Linked DNA regions of Sus scrofa: regions 1 and 2 are each linked to region 3. Evidence: chromatin contacts called from public Hi-C data. All regions are on one chromosome and are shown on one strand. Each heading gives the region's core, a stretch centred on a gene start, on an enhancer-like site or on the middle of the called end of the contact. The rest is flanking DNA. Distances are from core to core; before and after follow the strand shown.

The links. Hi-C and Micro-C count contacts between places; a contact is called where the count stands out from the background.
Region 1: a contact with region 3 is called in a Hi-C map of skeletal muscle, with 7 times the contacts expected there. The contact joins the promoter of LRIF1 here to the promoter of DRAM2 in region 3. A contact is called at or near these places in 3 of 47 Hi-C or Micro-C datasets (heart right ventricle, liver and skeletal muscle) and 1 of 2 datasets of contacts at active chromatin or transcription factors (alveolar macrophages).
Region 2: a Hi-C map of liver shows a contact between it and region 3, with 2.6 times the contacts expected there. The contact joins the promoter of CHI3L2 here to the promoter of DRAM2 in region 3. A contact is called at or near these places in 4 of 47 Hi-C or Micro-C datasets (blood and liver) and 1 of 2 datasets of contacts at active chromatin or transcription factors (alveolar macrophages).

Annotation. Positions count from the first base shown.
Region 1 is chr4:109,270,196-109,272,895 of Sscrofa11.1, forward strand. LRIF1 (ligand-dependent nuclear receptor-interacting factor 1) reads left to right here and starts at 1,367. Exons shown (of 3, transcript XM_013997274.2): 1 at 1,367-2,034.
Region 2 is chr4:109,097,786-109,100,485 of Sscrofa11.1, forward strand. CHI3L2 (chitinase-3-like protein 2) reads right to left here and starts at 1,387. Exons shown (of 11, transcript XM_003481491.4): 1 at 1,260-1,387. The coding sequence starts at 1,299.
Region 3 is chr4:109,182,056-109,184,755 of Sscrofa11.1, forward strand. It overlaps DRAM2 (DNA damage regulated autophagy modulator 2), which reads left to right and starts at 1,368. Exons shown (of 8, transcript NM_001243696.1): 1 at 1,368-1,463. It overlaps CEPT1 (choline/ethanolaminephosphotransferase 1), which reads right to left. Exons shown (of 9, transcript XM_021090044.1): 1 at 1,742-2,700.

The DNA of each region.
Region 1 (2,700 bases), core at 117-2,616, 88 kb after region 3:
CTCATGGTAGCTCATCATTGTAGCAATTGTTGTATTATAATTGTTATTTGTAATACTTGCAAAGAAAAATCTCAGCAGATTCCTGGTGCAAAAACATAAGATTTTGTTGAGACTGTGTATCACAAGCTAACTTTTCCCTCTGCCCAATTTTGCTCCCTTTTCTTCCCTTCCACACTGATCCCTAATAAACTTCCTGTACATCAAATTATATCTCAAGATTCCGCTTCCAAGGGAAGCCAATAAGCGACAATGAAACTCATTTATAAGAAGTGCTGATGTATGTGAGGACAAGCCAAACTGCAAAGTAAGAAATGAATAGTGAGAAAATTGAACAAGCCAAGAATGGGCAACTCATTCAAGTAATTTTGCGTTCACAGACAGAAATATGACCAAAACCAAGACAGTGTAAGGAGAGTTCTCCCATGGTACAGCAGTTAAAGATCCTGCATTGTCACTGCAGCAGCTTTTGTTTTTGCTGTGGTGTTGGTTCAATCCCTGACCCAGGAACTTCCGCATGCCATGTGCGTGACAGAAAGGAAGAAAAAAAAAGAAAAAAAAAAAAGACAGTATTACGGGCTCACCACCCTGACTCCTAGTACTGAGATATCGGAATGAAAGATAAATGCCAGTTAGACATACAGGATTCGGTATCAGTAAAATTAACTTTTACTAAAGAGTAAACAATAAGTATTACTTTCTATATCAGGACAAGATCTTTCATCAGTATTAGCTCATTAAGGAGTTAGGAGAATGAGTAACCTTCATTTTTAAGGGACAAAAATAAACCTGGAACTTGGCTACTTTATGTCAGTTTCCCAAATTTTAACAGTATGAGTCAGTTTACATCCTTACTGCCTATAGCTGATAAAACTGGATCTTCTAAAGCACTCCTCCCACAACTTCCGTCTAGCCCCAGCTAAATTAGAATGTCTACCTCTTAAACCTGAGACTTAAACCACTTCTTGGATAGCTGATTTGACTTCTTAGAAAAACTTATGAGAAATTTTTATCCAGGGATCCAGATAAAGATGCAAAAAATAAGCCTATGTGGGCAATTAAATTTTTTGAGACTGAAAACCTACGATAATAATTTCGCGTGAGGTATAAGGATGGGGTGGAGGGCAAGGGGAGGATAAGTCTCGAGGCAAAGACTGAAGAAAGCGGATAAAATCGAGAAACCCTCAGGAAGTAGCAATAATACGGGCGCTGGCCATAGGCAGGCGTCTAAAATTCTCTTACGCAAAGAATGCGTATGTCTCCAAACGAGCCTTCTGTTAGCTTTTAAATCTGGTAGGAGAGGAAAACTTGCACCAACGGCGAATATAAAAGCAGAAAATTTACGACTGACCCCGGAAACATTTTATTTTGCGTAGATATCTGGAGAATTTTCTTTTGCGATTCGTTACTTGATCCGGAAGGAGACATAGCAAATGTCACCTGTGATTGGGTCATAGCATAAAGGCGGGGCCTTAGCGAGCCAGTCACCTTGGCAACAGGATGTGACGGTGCCGGAAACCGCCAGGCCAGCTTTGCTCCCGCTGGCGGCTTCGGTGGGCGGGGTCGGCCGAGACGGTCCGGCTGATCTTCATCAGAGGCTCGGCACCGACAGAGGCGGTGCCATTAAGGCCACGCCTCCCGCCTGATTCCGGATGCCTGCGGAGCGAAGTCCTAGGCTCTAACGGGGCGGAGACTCGGGCTTGTTCTCTTAGAGGCTAGTGCCGGTCCCACCCCGTAAGTCACTTCGGTTCTTCCGGTTTCTGGTGGCTGCGCCGCCTCCCTCCGAAGCCTGAGGATACGCCCTCTCGGGAGCCTGTTGTCGCCCTCCTTTCTGCTTCAAGCCCCCCTGAGTTGCTCAGGCGCAACTCCAGCCAAACATTCTGTCGCTCTGGTTCTCGGCCCTTGGAGACCTCGACCCCCATATACTGCCCCCTTTCCTGGACGTACTGGCCCCTCCCACCCCTCTAAAATGTCCAATAACCTACGGAGGGTCTTCCTGAAATCTGCAGAGGAAAAGTCAGGCAGCGCCTCGCATTGGTAAGTACCGGTTTCGAATCTCCGGCGACACACCCGCCCCTCGCCCGTCTCTTAGCAGGATGTGGAGTCGGCCGCCGTTTCCTGACGTTCTGCAGTTCAGATGCCTTTGATCCCGCCGGGTGAGCACTCTAGGGGGAGTGCGCGGCGCTTCGGCTTTTAGAGCCCTTAGAGCCGCTCCCTCTTGGAAACATAAACCCTCTAGAGAGTCTGTGACACAGACAGCCTCTGCCTTGGCTCCGCAGCCCTCCAGCGCCTGAAGTTTCATAGGCTGACTGAGTAGATCTCCACAGGAGAGGAAAATCAACATGGCCGGCGCTCCTGTGTGACCCACATCATCTGGAAGATTCTCGCGCACTCGCAGAAAAACACGCAGCCGTCAGCGCGGATTAGCAAGTGCAGCACGGGTTGCGCTGGACCTTCAGGGAAAATAGCTGTAATTAAAGAGAGTTAGTGAGAAGGGAAGGCTTTTATTTTTGTGTAATTGACAAAAGTATATGAATATAGAACCTGAAAAATTGTTCTGGAATAAGGGAATCGATTTTTTAAATTTTCGAATACTAGTTTTATTTGAAGATAAAGAGAAGTAAAAATAGAGAAATTATCATGTAAAATCAACCTTTTGGAACAGCAGTATTTGAAGCAGGTGTATTGAGAATGCCATCTCGA
Region 2 (2,700 bases), core at 137-2,636, 84 kb before region 3:
GCAAGACTCCTCAACTGTGAGCCACATCCTGAGGGCATTGCCCAGACTTCGCTATATTAGGATATTTCGGGGGTCTGAAAACAGAGAAGAGAGCAGTTAAAAATGAAGTGAAACTTTGGATGACAGCTGCTGAAGCTGGTGCCATCTCCACAGAGCTGTCTTGAGAAGCTGGGCTCTGGGTTTGTCTCCTGCTGATTCACACCACTTTTAAGCAGAGCAGGGAGGGAGCGGGACCGCCACACACCCACTACTCAGGTAGGAGGATTCTGGTTGCCACATCTACTGTCAGGTCAGCCTCCGGCCCTTCTTCAAAGTGCTGACTCCCCGTGGGTTCCTCCCTGGAGACCCAGGCCTGAGCCCTTCAACAAGGACCTCAGAATGCTCTTGCCATTACCAAGTGGGCCATCATGGCTCAAGAGCATAGACGAGATGAAAGAGGTAAGGACACAATGAAAAGGATCCTTTTCCTCCAAAGACACTTCCCTTCTTCATTCGTAGCCCTGTTTATTTAGTCTCATGTCCATCTTCACCCAAATTCCCAGCTACCAAGAAAGCCAGAGTTTGGGATAAGAACTTTTGAGCTGAAAGGAGAATTTTAGAAAACGTTTACGCCCAACAAACCATGCCACAGATGAGAAATGTGGGTCTTCCCCAAGTTTTAAAATGTAAAGAAAGGAGTTCCCGTTGTGGCTTAGTGGTTAATGAATCCGACCAGGAACCATGAGGTTGCGGGTTCGATCCCTGGCCTCACTCTGTGGGTTCACGATCCGACGTTGCCAGGAGCTGTGGTGCAGGTTGCAGACGCGGCTCGGATCCCGCGTTGCTGTGGCTCTGGTACAGGCTGGCAGCCACAGCTCCGATTGGACCCCTGGCCTGGGAATCTCCATATGCTGTGGGTGCGGTCCTAAAAAGATTAAAATAAAATAAAATAAAATAAAATAAAATAAAATAAAATAAAATAGAAAGCATAAACCGTGAAACCTGTGACTCCATCACCAATCTGGACAAGAGGGGCCTTTGTGCAGAAGCAGTCTGGAAACACCCCTGATGGTCCAAAGGGCTCTGACCACTGCTGCCCCCTTGCCCATTTAGGAAAGATCAGATGGTCCCTTAGGGCAGTTGCCTTAGCTTGACAGGTTTTGATATGGAGCTGAACAGAGACTGGAGTCCCAGGAGTAAAAGATGGCCCCTTCTTCCACAAGTCCCTTGACCCTTCTCTGCTCATTAAGTTCCTGCTACATTATCACCCGGGCACTCACCTGCCCAGAGAGACTTCTGGTCCATGGTGATTGCTCCCATATCCCTGGCCAGCTAGGACACACATCCTCTGGGCCTTTTATGCCCTGGAGATTTCGATAGCCTGTCTTTTGGAAAGGAAGCAAGAACTACAGGAAATGCCAGGGACTTCCCCTGGCAAATCTGCCTTGCGAAACTTCCTGGCAATAGGACCCAGGTTTGAGCAATGCCAACAACCAAAAAAAAAAAAAAAGCTGCAAGGGAGACAACCACTGAGAGATCCTGCTCTACCAGTGTCACCCAGAAGGAATTTGGTCCCTGAGAAGGGAAGGAGATGGTACTTCTTTCATTTGCCTCCTCTTAGCACTTTCTGGCTGCCAAATGCCCCTTCCCCATCACTCAGGATCTGTCTTCTTTTTAACTCACCTCCTCACACTCACGTCATCTGCAGCCTGCTTATTCTCATTCATCTAATCAAACAGAGCTCCTACCATCCCAGTTGGTCCCACCCTACAGCTCTTCTTCACCTGATACCTTCAAAGGACACCATCCCCTTCCCCGTGGAGACTCTCTTGCTTCTCCCTGAGCCTGGGGGAGCTGGTTCCTCTGCTCACAGTGCAATTTATTTCCTCTCATAGCTCCACACTGCACTGTAACACACTGGTGTACATGCCCATCTCCCCACCTTGACTGTGTCGTCTTTAAGTACAAGATCTAAGGGAAACGAGAAAAACAAAAACCTCAACAAATGTTTATTGAGGTTCCTCCATTAACTTGTTAGCGTTGAATTGTACCCCAGGGCTGGGCTGGGGAAGGGATCCGATTTAAGGTTGGATCCAGTTGGAGTCTTGGTTATCACTTGGGACTGGCTAGGAAATTGAGTGGGGTTTACAACGTACAGTGGCTGGAGAAATGTAATTACCTACAAGTCACCAGAAAAATGGAGGAAGAAGGCAGAACCACTCTCACTGAGCAGAAAACTTAAAGGGACTGGGGCCAAAAGGAAAGCTGCTTTGATGACCTTACCCCCTACGTCCTGCCAGGTCAGTGTACCAGCCACACTTGTTCACTCTTTAAGAAATCTAGAGTTGCGTCTAAGTGGGAGCATAAGGTATTCATTTCTTACCTTTTTTCCATGTAATATACTTAGATATCATTCCAGAACATTCCTTGTCCACCTCCTTTTTTTTTTTTCTTTTACTGGCCTCTTTGTATTTCATCATACAGCTACACCTTCTTCTACTTAATCATCTCCTATTGATAAGCATTTAGCTTATTTCTAGACATTTTTGTTATTTAAAATATAGCTAAAATGAACATCCTTGAAAAGATCTATTCTTTATAGAATAGAGGAGGAGTCTATCTATAGGAGAAATCGCCAACAGGAGAATTGATTGGTCAAAGGGTTTTGGAATTTTAAAATTTGGAGCACTCTTGTAAAACTCCCTTCTGAGGGTTTGTACA
Region 3 (2,700 bases), core at 118-2,617:
CTGTCAGAATAGGCTGATACAAGAGACAGGTTTATCTAACTTATTTCTTCTTTCTTCTTCTTCTTCTTCTTCTTTTTTTTTTTTTGCTATCATTTCTTAAATGAAAGCATTGTAAAGACAAGTTGTACAAGGGCCTTCTGACTATTTTTTGCTCAGCACAAAACAAATACGCAGCAAAATGTTTTCAGAACTTCAATCTCTGGAATTTGACCTGAATGCCAATGGTTCTAAAGTACCTATGCTCTAGATGCCCTTCTCACAGTCTCACCTGTGTTGTTAGTCAATTCGACACCTCCACTGAACACATTCCTCCTAGTTCGAGAGTAGTAACCGAATCTTTTTCTTTGTCCACATGCCTAACACTAATATCTGTTTAAAGATAACTATGCATTTGCCTACTATAGTAACATGGGATTCATCAATGAACTACGAAACTTCAGGCAAATTTATATACTAATACCAATGATGCAAAACATCAAAAAACGACACAAAAATACCAAGCACCCAACTGGAAAAAACAAGTTGAACACAGCTAAATGTAAAGATCCCATTCATTGCATGTTCTTGGGAACACCGGCAAAGAATAACACACCATCCCGTCCTTTCTCCTTCCAAGAACACTGCTGAAATAAACCCTCGCTGGCAACCTCAGAACTTGTCAATATATGCTGAAATTTCTAGAAAAGTTGCTGACCAAGAAGTATGGCCCAGCCAAAAAACACCAGCACCAGATTTCAAAAGGAAGGCAAACCCGGCACAGGATGCAACACGGTTTGCGTACTTGGCAGCACCTGAGCAAGAGGGTGTGGACCCGCTAGGCAAGGTCGGTTCCGCGCAGGCAGCACCCGCAGCCTTCCGCCCGCCCAGCTCTGGCCGCCGAGGTTCTCCCCACCCCGACTCCCACCACAGCAGTCCCCTGGCTCTCGCGCTGGCAATTCGCCACCGCAATCTCTCCATCCGGGGCTAGAGGAACAGCCGCCCCTCGCATTCCCCCACAAGCCCGCGCGCGAGGCTATCGCGCGCGAGGTAGGGCAGCGTTCGCCCAACGCGAGTGCATACACGGCTATATTCCAATGCCCCACCCCAGAGCCTGCAGCCCTCTCTCCACTCCTCTTGAGAGTGGTGCCCCCCAACAAGTCCTTCATACCCTGGCCGTTTTCCCAAGACCGAGCCCCGCGGCCTTACCCCGGCCCCCCAAAGCACGCCCCTAGAAATAAGACCTCCGACTCCAGCCGACTGGGTGACTCTGATCCGCGGCAGCACGTTCACGACACTTTCGCGATAGCCGTAAAGGGATACAGGGTCGGAAGAGGCGGCTGCGCGAGCGCGCACCTCCCGGTGGTGAGCGCGCTCCGGGACCGGCTTCGCTGCTCGGGAGCGCGCCCCGGGAGTTCTCCCTCGTTTCGGTCCTGCCGGCAGGCGCTGGACCCGGCTGCCGGTATTGGCAAAGTGATCCAAGCAAGGTAGGCCGAAAAGGGGATGAGGACCGGCCCTAGCCCCCACTAAGGGGTGTGTATCAGAGAATGGAATCGGGTGGATCAGGGACACGGACCCTGCCGGAGCTCCTCATCCCATGGCGGGAGTGCGAGTCGCGTGCGGGCTCGCCCTGCCTCTAGGGACTATGTTTTGCGACGCGAGGGAGAGGGACTAGGTGGTGGCCGGAGCCGCGGGTGGGCTCAGGGGGACCCCGTGGAGGGTGGTGGGAGTGGCTGCAAGCGGCGCTCAGGTGTCCGCGTCTCACCTTTCTTCCTCGGTTCTTGGTCTCTTCTTCCACTACCGTCCGAATCCCGCCTGCTTGTCCCAAGGCCGGCCAAGCTCCGCCTCTCACATCTTTTCCTGGCAGCAGGCAAAGCGTAGCTGAGCTTTCTGTCCCTGAGCTTTTCGCCTCCGGTTAAAGGCAGCGGTGGGTGTAAATGATTCCTTGGTTTTGTTTTAAGCGTTTATCGAGAACCTTCGCTCCAGTCCCACAAAGACTTCTGTTGAGGATGTATTCCCATTGTCAATCCAGGGCTCAGATTTCTTGATGGGAGGGTGGGGAGGAAGGTTCGAAATTGAAATCTGTGGTGACCTTGTGTATACGCGAAGCTCAAGTCTACTACGCCCAGTTCTATCGAGGGGCGTGCGATACGGAAAGGTAAATGGCTAGTCCTTTGTATCTGCACAACCGTGCTTCTGATAGGATACTTTTGCAAAACACCGCATTTTTCCAGTTCTCTCAAATTTAAATGTAGGAATTAATACCCACAGGCAACTCTAATTTGCGTTACAACACCAGATTCTCCCCATTTCTCTCTCCCTGTAATATTTGACCAACTTCTTTAAAATTACATGGTTTTCTAGATTATTTAATTTTTAACCATTACAAGAATATTGCATTTATTAGAAGACCAAATTGGAGTTTAGAAAAATAACCGTTTTCTATTATGCTTTGCTTTGGGCCTGAGGATTCTGTGTAGCTCCAAAAGAAGCTTAGGGCTTTCTTCGTTTGTAATATCCAGAATTTACTTTCTTATGTTTCTAAGCAGTCACCCTTAGAGGAGACAGCATGAGGAATTCATCTTTTTTTTACCGATGGCATTGAAATATTTGTGAAATTTAAAAATTGTGACTGTAGTTCTGATTCATGGGTTATCCAGGAAATCTGAGAAGACAGGTGAGAGATGAAAGAACATTTTGTTAAACACTCTCAGTGCTGTGAAG